2 separate regions of the Sus scrofa genome follow, and region 2 is linked to region 1. Evidence: chromatin contacts called from public HiChIP or PLAC-seq data. All regions are on one chromosome and are shown on one strand. Each heading gives the region's core, a stretch centred on a gene start, on an enhancer-like site or on the middle of the called end of the contact. The rest is flanking DNA. Distances are from core to core; before and after follow the strand shown.

Region 1 (7,827 bases), core at 3,260-5,759:
CGCAGCAACATGGGATCCGAGCTGTGTCTGTGACCTACACCACAGCTCACGGCAATGTTGGATCCTTCACCCACTGAGTGAGGCCAGGGATCAAACCTGCATCCTCACGGATGCTAGTTGGGTTCATTAGCCGCTGAGCCACGACAGGAACTCCTCTCAATTTTCTTTCTATGCTCCCATTCCTTCAGCTTCCAGGTAGTTTCTGATCAGCTTAGGACAAGTTTTCCAGAGATGTTGGGAGGTTCGTCATTTCCTGAATTCTTCTTTTTTACCATCACAGAGAAATGCTGTCAACACATAGCAGTCCATACAAAACTCTGGAGAGGCGGCCCCAGGGAGGGCGAAGCATGCCCACCACACCTGTTCTGACCCGAAATGCCTACAGCAGCAGCCACTTGGAGTAAGAGCACTTCAACTTCAGTCCGGTTGCTTTGTCTCTGTTGATTTTTACTTTAAGGTTTAAGGTTGTGCTTTACCTGGCTGTGTTTGAATCATGTTAGGAGAGTTTTCATAGTCCCTTATTCTATGACTCTATGTTTCCTCTGCACTTAAGAATTCAAATACATCAGTCAAGGAGTTCCTGTTGTGGCTCAGTGGGCTAAGAACTTGATATAGAGTCCCTGAGGCTGCAGGTTTGATCCCTGGCCTCGCTCAGTGGGTTAAGGATCTGGCATTGCCGCAAGCTGCAGCATAGGTCACACATGTGGCTTGAATCTGGTGTTGCTGTGGCTGTGGTGTAGGCCTGCAGCTGCAGCTCTAATTCAACTCCTAGCCCAGGAACTTCCATATGCCATAGGTGCAGCCATAAAAAGAAGAAAAACAAACAAACAGAACAAATATGTCAGTCAAAAAAAAAATGTACTTGAAAATGGGCTTTGCGTAGATACTGGATTTTTCTAACCAGACAGTACCATTTGGCATTCAGTGTTAAGGATGTGGATAATGACAGTGGTAACCCTTTGACGTGTTTACTGATGGCTGTGCGTAGAAAAGAGCACAGCCATCCATATGCACTATATTATTTAGTCCCCACAACAAGCCTAATTGAAGATGTTAGATACTGTTTTGGTCCTCATTTTACAGAGGAGGAAGGAAGATTAATTAAATAGTTTACCCACATTCATATAGCTGGGAAATGATGGAGCTGTGACTCAACCCAGGTTTCCAATGTCAGATCAGCCTCTTCTCCCCCACAAAGGCTGCCTTCACTGTGGTCTAGCTACTGCTCTCCTGTTGGGATAAAAGACCCTCCGAAGATGCGTGGAGTTTTTCTTAGGCTTTGATGCAAGTTGTACATCATCAGTTTATCTTCCCTGTTTTCAAGAAAGGATACAGGTTACCTAATTGACAGAACGTGTTTCTCTTCTCATTTTGACTTTGTAAACCCAGTGGATTCTGTTGTGTGGTTGCTTTGGAAACCTTAAAAATCCTATTGCCGTTCAAGAGCTGTTAAATATTTGAAGTGATGTCCCTTTTTTCCTTATCTTGGTCCTCTCCTTTTTTTTTTTTTTTTTTTTTGTATTTTTAGGGCCACATCTGCAGCATATGGAGGTTCCCTTCCCAGGCTAGGGGTCCAATTGGAGCTATAGCTGCCAGCCTACACCACAGCCACAGCAACATGGGATCCAAGCCACCTGCCACCTGTCACCTACACCACAGCTCACGGCAATGCCAGATCCTTAACCCACTGAGAGAGCCCAGAGATCGAAGCCCCATCCTCGTGAATACTAGTCAGGTTCATTACCTCTGAGCCATGACAGGAACTCCTCTCCTTTTTTCTTTTACAAGTTTGCCTTTCTTCTCCTGCAGACCCGAATCGTCATCTCAGCACTGCCGCCAGCGGAGTGGGAGCCTGGAGTCCCAGTCTCACCTGCTCTCTGAGATGGACCACGATAAGCCATTTTTCTCCCTTTCCAAATCCCAAAGAAGCAGCAGCACAGAAATCCTGGATGACGGGTCTTCCTACACCAGCCAGTCAAGCACGGAGTATTACTGTGTGACACCAGTGGCCGGGCCCTATTACACTACCCAGACTCTGGACACTCGCTCCAGGGGCCGGAGAAGGTCCAAAAAACAGAACGTTTCGACTTCAAATTCAGGAAGCATGCCCAACCTAGCACAAAAGGATAGTTTGAGGAATGGTGTCTACTCCAAGAGTCAAGAGCAGACATCTTCCAGTTACTACATTGCCGGGTACACGCCGTACGCAGAGTGTGATCTCTATTACAGTGGTGGCTATGTCTATGAGAACGACATGGAGGGACAGTACAGTGTCAACCCTTCCTACCGGTCGTCAGCCCACTATGGGTACGACCGCCCCAGGGACTACAGCAGGTCCTTTCATGAAGATGAGGTCGACCGGGTACCCCACAACCCATACGCCACTCTCCGGCTGCCAAGAAAGGCTGCTGCAAAGTCAGAGCACATCACCAAAAACATCCACAAGGCCTTAGTTGCAGAGCACCTGCGTGGCTGGTACCAGCGGGCCTCTGGGCAGAAGGAGCAGAGCCACAGCACACAGACTAGCTTTGACTCTGACCGGGGCTCGCAGAGAAGCCTGGGCTTTGCCGGCCTACAGGTACCCTGTTCTCCAAGCAGCCGAGCATCTTCCTATTCTTCAGGTAAGAATACCCTGGAGGCTGAGTTCCCTGGTGACCTAAGAGTTTAAGATCAGGTGTTGTAGTGACTGCTGTGGCTTGGGTCACTGCTGTGGCAGGGGTTCCATCCCTGGCCTGGGAAGTCCCACATGCCTTGGGTGTGGCCCAAAAAGGAAGGGAAAAAAAATAGCACAGAGGCCTTTGTACTCAGATTTCATTAACATTGTGTCCCCAGCTACCCCAAACCACTCCCCTCAAGGACCATGAGACCAGGACCCAAGATCATAAGGGTGTAGCTATTGGGTGGAGCCACAGGTTAAAATCCAACAAACATTTACTGAGCACCTACTCTCTGTGCTGCCCTGTGTTAGAGGCTTTCCTGTATTTTATCTTTTCTAGGTCTTGTGTTGATGGCCACATCTCTTTAAAGTGTTCAGGCTTTGCAATTAATATGTACCCACTACTATATATAAGATAGATAATCAACAAGGACCTGCTGTATAGCACAGGAAAATTATATTTTATATATATATATCAGTATTTTGTAATATGCCATAAGGGAAAATAACTTGAAAAAGAATATGTGTTTATAATAGTTTATATAAAACTAATAAAAATTTTATATATATATATATATATAAAACTGAATTCCTGTGCCATACACCTCAAACTAACATAACATCATAAATGAACTATACTTCAATAAAAATTGGAAGTTCCCATTGTGGCTCATTGGTTAATGAGCCCAACTAGTATCCACAAGGATCTGGTGTTGCTGTGAGTTGTAGTGTAGGTTGCAGACACGGCTTGGATCCCCCGTTGCTGTGGCTGTGGCGTAGGCCGTCAGCTGTGGCTCTCATTTGACCCCTAGCCCGAGAATGTCCACATGCCATGGGTGCGGGTCCTAAAAAGCAAATAAATAAATAAATAAAAATAGTTTTCAGGGCATTGAGTTTTGATATATTAAAAGAATAGGATAAACACTTATGTAAGAAGAAAGCCTTTAGGATTATACATCCTTCCCTGTTCACCACGAGGAATTGGATCATCTAAAAGCAGTTTATTCCTGGAATTCCGGTTGTGGCTCAGCAGTAATGAACCCAACTAGTATCCATGAGGATGTGGGTTTGATCCCTGGCCTTGTTCAGTGGGTTACGGTTCTGTTATTGCCATGAGCTGTGGCGTAGGTCAAAGATGCAGCTTGGATCCCACGTTGCTTTGGCTGTGGTATAGGCCAGCAACTGTAGCTCCAATTTGACTACTAGCCTGGGACCTTCCATATGCCACCCGTGTGGCCCTAAAAAGACGTACATACATACATAAATGCCATTCATTCCGAGTGCTTAGGAATCTGTGTAAGTCTTCTAGTAAGTCTGACTGGAGCTGGCATTTACTAAGCACTGTTCTTGGCACTGTTCTAAATACTCCTCAGGCCTTGACTCAATCCAGTAATCATATATCCTCCACTTTCTGGTTAATTTAAGGGACTTTCAAAGGTAATTTTGATTAGAGAGATTCTCTTCATGCATTGACTTTGGTCCCTAAGTCTATTGCATACCCCGAGCTGTGCCAGTTACCTTAAGTAGGGATATGAGGGCTTAAGAGAAAAATCTTCCTCTGGTTTCACTTATTCAGCTAACAAGCGGGCACATCCAAGATGCTGAGGAGCCAGTTTCTGGCCTGGATAAGTTCACGGTCTAGTTAGCAGCCAGAGGGATGTATGAAAATGAAGCAGCACTAAAGCTTAAAGAAATGAATTCTCGAACTGCACAAAAAAGACCAAGGTCATGAGTCTTGCCCCCTCTTGCAAGTATGACGCCTTAGTGAGACATAGCACAGGGATTCCTGAATCATTTTGTGATCATCTGTGAAAACTGTACCTTTAAAAGTTTCCTAAGTTTGTTGACAAGAGGTGTTTCCATGGAGATTTCTGTTTGGGTTCCAGTTCTCTCCTCTTTGTGCAGGACTTTGGACTTCTGCTAGGGTTTCCCCATTTATTACCACATGTAACATATGAAAAGGCTCCTGTAATTATTTCATATTTGTGGCTGTGATCCAGAGATTGCCTTTCTTCCCCTTCAAAGTTCAGGGCGCTGCATGAGAAACTTTCCGAAACCAAAGAAGGAGGACTGAGATACCTGTGTATAGTCAGCAGGGCACAGGGCTGGGGTAATGCCTCTTTAAACAAGAAGCAGCTGTAACTCTGAAACTTCAACATTCCCGGCCATTGTCTCAGCACTGGGGCAAAGGTGAGAATGGAGATAATGCTTCCTGGACCCAGTGTGACAGCGTGAGCCTGGCTGATTCCAGCAGGATTGACCCCACAGGCCAAAAGGCATCACAGGGATGGAATCAGTGCTTCTAGAATTCCTTTTTGGGATTTTCCTCTTTCCTACTACATTTTATAGTTGATGTATTACAACAGGCATGCACCATTCTCATGGAGAGATAAGTTTCCAGTTATTTGCTGAATTAGTCAGGGGTTTTGCAATCCCTTCCAGCCACCTAAAGGCTCTCCTGGTGACTCAGTTTTAGGAGTAGTAGCAGCCACTTTTATTGGCAGCTTACCCTGTGCCACCCAGTTTGCTCAGCCCTTTATTTGCGCTCTCCCATTTAGTGTATGCGACAATTCTATGTAGGGAGTGCTGTTGTCATGTTTATTATTATTATCCTAATCTTGCAGCTGAGACACTTCTGCCTTACAGGGTTTAAATGACCCTGCCCAATCTCCAAAGCCGGTAAGTGGTGAAGTAGGAATTCTATTACAGTGTGACATCCTAACCACCACGCCTCACAACCCCTGACTTAGAGATATGAAACCTTCTTAGAAGCTCAAAGTGAGGATCTTACATCGTTAAGTCAAACCTTTGTGGGCATCCAGGACCACAGATGAGTTTTGAAATGTGTTTGTTGCATGCTGGTTCCACATGCTTTGTGGGGGTGAGAAGAGAGAAGGTTGACTGCCAGGAACAGGAAATAGAGGAGATCAGGAAGGACCCAGGAGCAATGGTGGTATTTTGAGTCCTAGGTGACCGGCATGACATCATGCATCCTAGGCACAGAGCAGAACTGGTTATATTTATTTACTTACTTTGGCCATGCCTGTGGCATGTGGAAGTTCCCTGGCCAGGGGTTGAACTAGTGCCACAGCAGCAACCTGAGCCACAGCAGTGATAATACTGGATCCTTAACTACTAGGCTACCAGGGAACTCATGGACGGTTTAAGAGAGAGGACAGCAAACGCCCAGCGATGAGGCATTCACTGGGTTTTGCTCCCAAATTATGCCTTTGCCTTGTTCGGATTAGTGCCCTCAGAAGAGCTAAGTCTCTTCTTCCTGAAATCTTTCCTGTCCTAGTTACCCTCCCCCACTCCCACTCCCCCCACGCACACTTTTTTTTTTTTTTTCCCCCAAAAAATGACTTGATCCTGCTAGTGGCCAATATTGCCTTTGGCTGAGGAATGGACAGGTCTCAACAAATCGACGTATAGAATGCTTTTCCTCCAAAGGGCTCCAGGAAACTCAAACTTGTCACCTTATCTTTATGATGGAAGCCTGTGAAGCTATCCAGCCACCATAGCCTGACTGGGAAGATTCTTTCCATATATGAGACTTCTTTTCTGGCTTGTCTTCTGGGTTTGGGGTTTTTTCGGGTTTTTTGCTTTTTAGGGCCGCACTTGTGGCACATGGTGGTTCCTAGGCTAGGGGGTCAAATCAGAGCTACAGCTTCAGGCCTACACCACAGCCATAGCAATGCCAGATCTGAGCCAAGTCTTCGACCTACCCCACAGCTAATGGCAGTGCTGGATCCTTAACCCACTGAGCAAGGCCAGGAATCAAACCTGCATCCTCATGGATACTAGTCGGGTTTGTTAACTGTTGAGCCACGAAGGGAACTCCTTGGGTTTTTTTTTTTTTAATAGCATGTCTTTCAATTAACTTTATTCATATCTACAGTAATCATAGTTATCATTTATTTCCAGGCACAGTGCTAAATATTTTCACAAGTTAATTTGTTTAATCCTGATATTATCCCTACACAAAATATATTTATACTCTTAGCTCCACATTACAGATGATAAAACTGAGGCTTAAAGAGGTTAAGTTATTTGCCCAAGGTCACATGGCCAGTAAGTGACCACATTAGAATAGGAGCTCTATTGGTTCTAAACATTGGCTCTTAAGCACAACTCTGCACACAGCTGATTATATTGTACATCTAAATGGCCTAAATAGTTCACTTTGAATGGTCCCACTAATTTTATCTTTTCATTTTTAGTGTCTTCTACAAATGCTTCTGGAAACTGGAGGACCCAGATAACCGTAGGGCTATCTGAATATGAGACCCCAGCACATCCTTCGTACACCAGCTGCTATGGCAACATCTATAATCCTTTGTCCTCTCCAGGCAGGTGAGAAAGCAATGCTCAAAAATGCTATTACTCTGTTCCTGGTCAGAATTCAGGAATCTAAGTTGATTTTATGAACACTAAGTGATCTAGCTCAAGGTTTGTCAAAGGCCAACCTTTGTCTGAGGGCCAAAACCAGCTGCCACCTATGTTTATAAATAAGGTTTTATTGGAAAACACCCATGCTCATTCATTTACATGTTATCCATGGCTGTTTTTGTGCTATGGAGGCAGAGCAGAGTGGTTGCAAGAGAGATCATATGGCTGAAGCCAAAAATATCTGGCCCTTTAAGAAAAAGCTTATTAAGGAATTTGCCGGTGGCCCAGCAGCTTAAGGATCCAGCATTGTCACTGCTGTTGCTCCAGTAGCTGCTATGGCGCGGGTTTGATCCCTGGCCTGGGAACCTTCACATGCCATGGCCACAGCCAAACAAAAAAGAAAGAAAGAAAAGAAATAGCTTATTGATGCTTAATCTAGCTCATTTAAATTTTACCCTGTTTTTGTTTTTTTGTCTTTTTGCCTTTTCTAGGGCCGCTTCCCAAGGCATGTGGAGGTTCCCAGGCTAGAAGTCTAATCGGAGCTGTAGCCACCAGCCTACACCACAGCCACAACAATGCAGGATCTGAGCTGCATCTGCAACCTACACCACAGCTCACGCAATGCAGGGTCCTTAACCCACTGAGCAAGGCCAGGGATCGAACCTGCAACCTCATGGTTCCTAGTCAGATTCGTTAACCACTGTGCCACGATGGGAACTCCAATTTTACCCTGTTCTTAGAGTTCTGTACATTACATTCTGTGTTTGAAGGGTTCTTATAAA
Region 2 (7,827 bases), core at 2,482-4,981, 590 kb before region 1:
CAGGGTTATTCCATGTAAAACTTATTTGCAGAACAGAAACGGACTCACAGACTTTGAAAACAAACTTATGGTTACCAAAGGGGACAGGTGGGGGGCGGGGAAGATGGACTGGGAATTTGGGATAGGTGTATGCACACTGAGGTAAATGGAATGATTGGCCAATGGGGACCTGCTGTGTAGCACAGGGAACTCTACCCAATATTCTATGCTTATCTACGTGGGAATAAAATCTGAAAGAGAATGGATCTGTGTACATGTGTAACTAAATCACTTTGTTGTACAACAGAAATTATCACAATACTGTAAATAAACTATACCTCAATAAAACTTATAAATAATGGAAAAAAAAGTAAAATAAAATAAAGCATCAGGAGTTCAGAAAATATCAGAAGCTATCCAGAACTTTATCTAGAGCAGACTTACCTATGGGAACCCTCATATGTCTTATTTTAGGTGTCTGTCTACCTTTGGAATGAAGAAATGAAAAAAAGATGTCTTTAATCAATGTGTGTGTGTGTGTGTGTATGTGTGTGTAAGCATGTACAATAAAAGGCATATATGTTTACCTAACTTCAGCCTCAAAACCTCCTACAAGGAACAGAGAGCATAGTGGTCATGGTATCTATGGATAGAATGGACACACAGAATTTTCCTCCTGTAACATAAAATACATAGTAATCAACTATTGTCCGTATACCTGACTGTGTCTCCCATGAGAATACAGGCTTCCTGAGGGCAGGGACCTTATCTATTTCACTCATCATTGTGTTTCTCAGGTGTATGTTACAGAAGAGGCACCCAGTGATATGATGAATGAATGCATGAGCAATCACTGTTGCCACCGGTAAGCAGTGTGCACACAATCTTACTTTTGCCCTCACTGCCCTTAAAAATCTGTGGCCAAAGTATGGACCCTCTTGCAATCACCACCTCTCTCAGGGCTGAACAGTACACGTGTATCATCAGTCCCCACAAAGACTAGTAAGCTGGAACCATCCTAACCGGCCTCCATGACACTAGACCTTGGCCAGCCTCCAACCTGTTCATCTGGCAGCAGCCAGACTGCTATTCCCCTGCTTAAATCCACCCATGCTCCCTGGTGCTCAAGCCATGCTCAAAAGCTTACACTGTCCCAAAGGCACCACATGGTGCTATACTTCCAAGGCTCCCGCCTACCCAGAAGCCTCATCTCTCATTTGCTTGGCAGTCATCTTTCAATAAAGAACTCAAGCTTCCTTTCTCCTATGAGGCTTTACTCTTCCTTGTCCCCCTCGGAGAAACCGACCCCTCCATCTTTCGTCCCAAGGTACAATGGCAGACCTAGCATCACATTCATATCCCTGCGACTTACGTAAGCAAAGCTCCTATCATTTTATCATTAGCACAGTGTGTGGCATGCTATAGACATTGAACAACCACTTCCTGGATGGATTCATGGGTTCTGGAAAATCAAAGTGGAAAACTTTGTTAAGTTAATCTTTGCTTGATCTCTTCCTTCACTGGAGGAATATTTTCTGGACCCATTTATGAAGTCCTACATTTATCTTCTAAATCTACCAGAAAAATGATTGAAAGGAGAGACAATGGCATGTGCTATTGCTGCTGCTGTTGTTTAAGCAAACACTTGCTAACTAAGAATCTTTACAGAATACTGCCTACTTGTGATTGGGCCTGAGGCATCAAAAAAAAACAAAAAACAAAAAACAAAAAACCCAAATCAAGGAACCATGGTAAGAACCTCAGAGAGAAAAAACTTCTGAGATAGCAAGCAAGTTTTACCTCAAGTGTTCATGGTGACTAGTGGAAACCTGGAACACTGAATTGAGAAGGGCCTAGGGCTTCTCCTCAGTTCACAGGACACAGGGAGAGGCTTGTAGGCAATGCCTCCATTGCAGTGGCCAGGGGTGGGGGAGTGCGTATAGTACCACAGCCACCATGACTAGCCCTTCCCCTTCACTGAAGAGAAGACGAGACAGAGACCTCATAAACGGTGAGCTGAGGGTCACACAATTAGTGAGTGGTACAGCTGGGCCTGGAACTAGGCCTCTCATTACGTTCATGCATTCATTATTTATTGAGTGACTATGAGGTACTGCCCGGTGCCACTTGCTGGCATAAAATGATGAACAAAAGGAGTTCCCTTTGTGGCTCAGCTGGTCAATGAAACTGACTAGGATACATAAGGATGCAGGTTCAATCCCTGGCCTTGCTCAGTAGGTTAAGGATCTGGCGTTGCTGTGAGCCATGTGTAGGTTACAGACAAGGCTCAGATACTGCTTTGCTATGGCTGTGGTGTAGGCTGGCTGGTGTGTAGCTCCAATTCGGCCCCTAGCCTGGGAACTTCCATATGCCGCAAGTGCAGCCCTAAAAAAAAAAAAAAAAAAAAACCTCATCCCGAAAATTCAAACAATTCATAACTACGCTTTCTTTCCCTCCTTTATTCTATTTACCCCAACTTTTAAAAACACATTTAACCAAAAACTCCACAGTGATATTTAAAGTATTTTTCAGATAGCTATATCATGCTCAAATCTTATCATCAAAGTAATGTATCAACACAATGTTAGATGGTGTTAACTAAGCATATTGAGACCCTACATTTTACATTTTCTAGAGCTGAACAATCATCACTTTTACTCAGGAACTCAAATCAGTTCTTAATAGTTCTTACAGTAAGGAATTTCTATTTTTATTCTTAATTCAATTCTTACTACTAAAAGTTAAGCTAAATCCACTCTAACATCAAAGAAAACAGAAGAGTCATCATTTTACAGCAAATAAGAGGGCATATAAGATTTTGGTTTGCAACTCTTCTGTTTAATCTTTTTCTCTTTAAAAATGAGAAAAAATATTGGTGGAAAAAGCAAGCAGGAAAAGGGACTGCTCCGACATCTTCAATAATTTAGGCAAAAAAATTTTTTTCAAAGAAAGTAATTGACCCAGATAGAAATATTGATGTACCCAGAATTTTCACTAAGAAGTTTCCATTTTGACTCTGGAGTAAACACATGATTTTTCAAATTCATGGTTTGCAAAATCCCAAGGCACCAAGGAGCATTTATTTCCATAGAGTAATAAGACATATTCTGGTCTTACTCTAAACAGGACACAGAAAACAAAACTAATACTGTGAACAAACAAATCTTAGCTAAAACTCATTGAAATAATCCAAATGGTTTCCATTCCAGGGAAAATAGTAAGTCAGCAGTTTGCATACGGCTGCCTTTTCCAAACACACAAAATAAGCAAAAACACCACCAGAGGAAAGTGCAAATGCTGAACCCTTTCTATTTCTGTTTCCAGGGACTGCAGTTTGATCAATACTGCCGCCTGCAGAGCTCGGCCACCATTTATGCACACTTCTAGGTGGCCTCCTGTGTCTCACCCAGAGAGCCCAGAGGACTCCAGGAACAAGATTCAGGGAGCCATCAATCAAATCCAAAAGACAGCAACAAGAAAACCAGGGCCCCAGACTCCAAGGGTTAGAACAAGAACTGGAAAGCCAGAAAAGTTAATGTTTGAAGGAGTTGAGTACCCAGGACTATCACCAAGAACACTCAGCTTCCACAAGAAAACCATGGGAATAGAGGTAGGCTTTCCTTGAAGAACAAAAAATAGTAGGGGGGAAAAAAATAAACGAATCACAACCCTTCACCTACTACCATTAACAGCCTAGAGCTGGAGAAGAGCTATTGAGTAAAAATATTCTATATAAGGAAACTTACTAAAGGGAAGTATTCAAAACCTTTCACCCAGGATAGAAGACAATGCACCATGCAAAACCCTAAGTGGAGAAAGTCTAGCCAAGGTTATTTGAGAGCACATTCAGGCAGCATCCTAAAAAAATCAGATTATTTTTGAAGAATAACATTAACAGGAAAAAAAAAAGGCGGGGGGAGGGGAGAAAAGTGCTGTTTTAACTTCAAGACAGAGAACTTCCTTCCAAATCCCCAGTCTCCTACAGAACTTGAAAGGACAATAATTAGTCAAGAAAATAGCAAAATGAGGAAGTGGTATGCTCTTACAATTTCTGTTAATCCCCACCAGCTGTATTTTAAGAAATTCAGTGACATCAGCATTTATATTGGATCCAGGAAGAATGAGAGAACTATGACTGCAGACTATCATATGGGGGGGGGAGTGCAAAGAAATTTTGAGGCGACTGGAAAACACATTTGAAGACGTGGAAAATTAATCCACTTTGCAGCGAATCACTTCAACAGTTTTAAACAACAACACTGCCAAAAATACAGAAAAAGTAGAAAAGGAAGCATAGGCACTCCAAACCTAATCAAATGATCCAGTGGAACTTCTGAAAAAAAAATTCACTGAAACAAGTGAACTGAACATTTCTGAAAACAGAAAGCAATCTAGCCATTTATGAACGACAAAAACCAAAGAATCATTATTAGGCAAAAGACTATCGCTCTGAAAAAAAAAAAATATGTGCTATCGAAGAACCTGTAAAAATTGAGTTATTTTGGTTATGATGTGCATTACCTTCTTGAAGACAGGCCATGAGTCAATTCCATGGTCTCCTTTGTCCCAGTGAGAGAAAAGAGTTTGTGAGAAAACCATTGCAGTATTTTCAAGGTGTCCCATCTGAGCTCAGAGATGGACCCGGAACAGGTGTGAACTCCCAACCCAAATGCCCTTAGCTTTTACTCAGGTCAGAGTCAGAGGCACAAGAAAACCACACCAAAGCTGACTGACCAAACAACCTAAAGAAGAGTTGAAAAGACTCACCAGGGCTGCCTCGGCCCTTTGGCTGAACATTGGATCCACTGAACCGAGCCAGAGAGGAGATTATTACGGAGCTAGGACAGCTGCTACTCTGCCACACACTTAACGTGCACCTTCTCTCAACTCAAGGGAGACCAAGTGAGAGATAGAGTGATAATTAAGAGGATCCTTGGCAGCAGGAACCAGCTTCTTGAACAAACCAGTAATTGCTGCCTACTTAAAATGACAGGGAATCCAGCCAGGAAGGAGGGAGGTGCTAACAATGAGAATCATAAAAGGTAAAGTTGACTTTACATCAACAGGTTACTTGGTTTCCATTCAAAAATTGTTCCTTATCTACAGATTCAGTTAATAGAGATAGCAAATAAATGGAAAACCATATACAGGAGGGCTCAATATCAATAATCCTTCCAGAAATATTACCAAAGATGCAAGATCTCCCCTTCACACAAGCTCTGACCCCCAAAATGTCAGACATTGATCATGAGATGATGATCCATTTGGACATGGTGTTATAGTGGAAAATAAACATTTTCCCCACACATAATTGATATAGTTGAGCTGGATATCCTTTGAAAATACCCAGCCTGTTGAGAAGATTTTAACAGCAGCCACAGACACAGTTTAGGCTCCCTACTCTAAAATTAAGACAGTTTCCTTGTTGGTACCTCCGTAGGAAAGAAAAGGTATTTAACTTAGAAGTTTTTTCCTACCAGAATGACTGAACAGGTAACGGACGGCATGCATTGTCTCTGGTTTAAACCTGCCAACCCCGAGAAATAAGAGAGCACTGATGACCCAACACTCAATAGACAATATTCCCTCAGAGAAGACCGGTACCTACAAAACACTCTCCAGCAAGAAATAGAGCAATGGGACTTCCCACTAGGGCACAGCGGTTTAAGGAACCAGCATTACTGCAGCTGTGGCATAGGTCACAGCTGTGGCTCGGATTCAATCCCTGGCCGGGGAACTTCATATGCCACAGGTGAGGCCCTAAAAAAAAAAAAAAGAAAAAGACCGATGTACCTCTAACATTTTTAGATACCCAGAGACATAGACAGATGAGTATTCCATCTTACACCATGGGGAGATGTCTACAGAGATAAATCAAAGCAGCAGGCATACAGTTTTGTAATGACTAATGCTGACCAAAATGCTTCGTAAAATCAGTACCACAAGTAGAGACCCACCTTGTTCATTCACTCAGGAAGTCCCTGGCTCTCTGATGGTGTTACAAAAGATGCCCTGATGCTCTCAAAAAAAAAAAAAAAAAAACAGATCATTGCAAGGCTACAGGCTTCCTGACAAGACACAGCCCAGAGGTCTCTATTGATACTATCTCATGCAAATCTATAACATTTCGCATGGTAGTTAAAGATACATGTGAGGCAGGAAACCAGGAACAGAAGATTTGAAAACTTCAAATGGATGACATTTTTCTTTGTATACATAAGAATTACATTTTTTTAAAATTGTTGGTCTTTCTTCTCTTTCACTAAACAAGAGTGTGAACGCTTTTACATTCATTCTGTCAATTTCTAACCCATCACTGCTAGAACCCACAAAGTACATGGCTCATCATTAAAGCCATCAACTAGTATTTTTATAACATCTTCCTCTCCATTAGATCATTATATTCTTTTATTGAAAATATTTAACTCAATACTTTGCAATGACTAATGTTTTTAACACCCACATGTCAAGGCAGAAGTTATGTTCATTACACAACATTATGATGTTTCAAGACCTTTGGCATTCAAAGATAAACAGTCCAGAACATAATAGACTGGCTACGACATCATAAAAACATATAGGAAAAGCAATTAACAAGTCAGGTTAGAAGGGAAAAAGAGAGAGATGAATGGAAACCATAAAGATGTTAGGAGTTACATGTTCAGTGGTAGACCACAGGATGGGTAAGTAGACAAGACTCTTGATGTTATCCATATCCACTAGGGCCATTCAAAGAAGATCTTTAATGAGGCATGAGGAAAATCTACAACTCACACACCACGCCCTGGTGAATGATGAAGTATCCACCATCCCATCTTCTGCTACCTTTCTTGAGGCCTTCACAGCCTACCTCCTTTCAACCATCAGAAACAGATTTGAAAACAAAGAACTGTGCAGTCAAGCATTCTGTGAGCACCTTTAATAGACAGATCTATTTATCTTGGATTCAGATGGTCAGCCACACCCAGAGTTTCTCTTTACTTCATCAGAAACTTAGTCCTCTTTCTATTCCAAAATCAACATGAGTTGTTATGCCTGATCACTTCCTATCCTGCCTCCCTCTAGATACCCCAATATGGACAGAAATCACTGCAGCATGACAGACAGGAGGGTAAGCTTTGAAGTCAGTCATCTGATTAAGTCTTGGTTCCACTCTTATTTGAATGACTTCAGGCAACTTTATTACAATGGCATAGCCTCAGTTTTGCTATCTATAAAATGGGATCCCACCTACCTCATATAATCAAACTAGCATTTGAAATATAGCTAGTATTTGTCTCAATATATTGGTCATTAAACTAGATCCAAATTATTCATTCCTTCTGCTTCAGGTTCTTGACTTTTCTAATAAAGGAAAAATCTGGAGAAAAAAAAAAATCACATAGGTATCTTCCTTATCCCAGGACTAAGACAGATGAACACACACACACAGACACATGCATGCACACACACAAGCTAAAGTCATTCCTCTAATGATACACAAGAATACATTATGAAAATGCAAAAGGTAGGCTACAGATGCAAGGTAGAACAAGATGCAATCTTCGATACTTAAACCCCACTGTTCTACAATTTTTATTACTTTATTTATTACTATATTTATTTATTTATTTATTTATTTTGTCTTTTTAGGGCCGCAGCAGAGGCATATGGAGGTTCTCAGGCCAGGGGTTCCAAGAGGAGCTATAGTCGCCAGCCTATGCCAGAACCACAGCAACTCGGGATCCAAGCCATGTCTGCGAACTACACCACAGCTCAAGGCAACACCCAGATCCTTTACCCACTGAGCGAGGCCAGGGATCAAACCTACATCTTCATGGTTCATTAACCACTAAGCCACAACGGGAA

Evidence for each region. HiChIP or PLAC-seq counts read pairs in DNA pulled down with a chosen protein or histone mark.
Region 2: a contact with region 1 is called in an H3K27ac HiChIP or PLAC-seq map of alveolar macrophages. The contact joins two enhancer-like sites. A contact is called at or near these places in 1 of 47 Hi-C or Micro-C datasets (epiblast stem cells) and 1 of 2 datasets of contacts at active chromatin or transcription factors (alveolar macrophages).

The regions. Positions count from the first base shown.
Region 1 is chr13:50,608,678-50,616,504 of Sscrofa11.1, reverse strand. FRMD4B (FERM domain-containing protein 4B) reads left to right here. Exons shown (of 23, transcript XM_021069209.1): 21 at 1,810-2,621; 22 at 6,877-7,009. Among named protein-coding and RNA genes, the nearest start is that of LMOD3, 58 kb to the right of the region's middle. Within about 2 kb of position 4,509, at least 36 of the 83 cell types and tissues checked have an H3K27ac peak or open chromatin away from gene starts, as enhancers often do. A contact at or near this core is called in alveolar macrophages, where this site is marked.
Region 2 is chr13:51,198,400-51,206,226 of Sscrofa11.1, reverse strand. It overlaps a transcript of MITF not described here. Among named protein-coding and RNA genes, the nearest start is that of MITF, 180 kb to the left of the region's middle. Within about 2 kb of position 3,731, at least 20 of the 83 cell types and tissues checked have an H3K27ac peak or open chromatin away from gene starts, as enhancers often do. A contact at or near this core is called in alveolar macrophages, where this site is marked.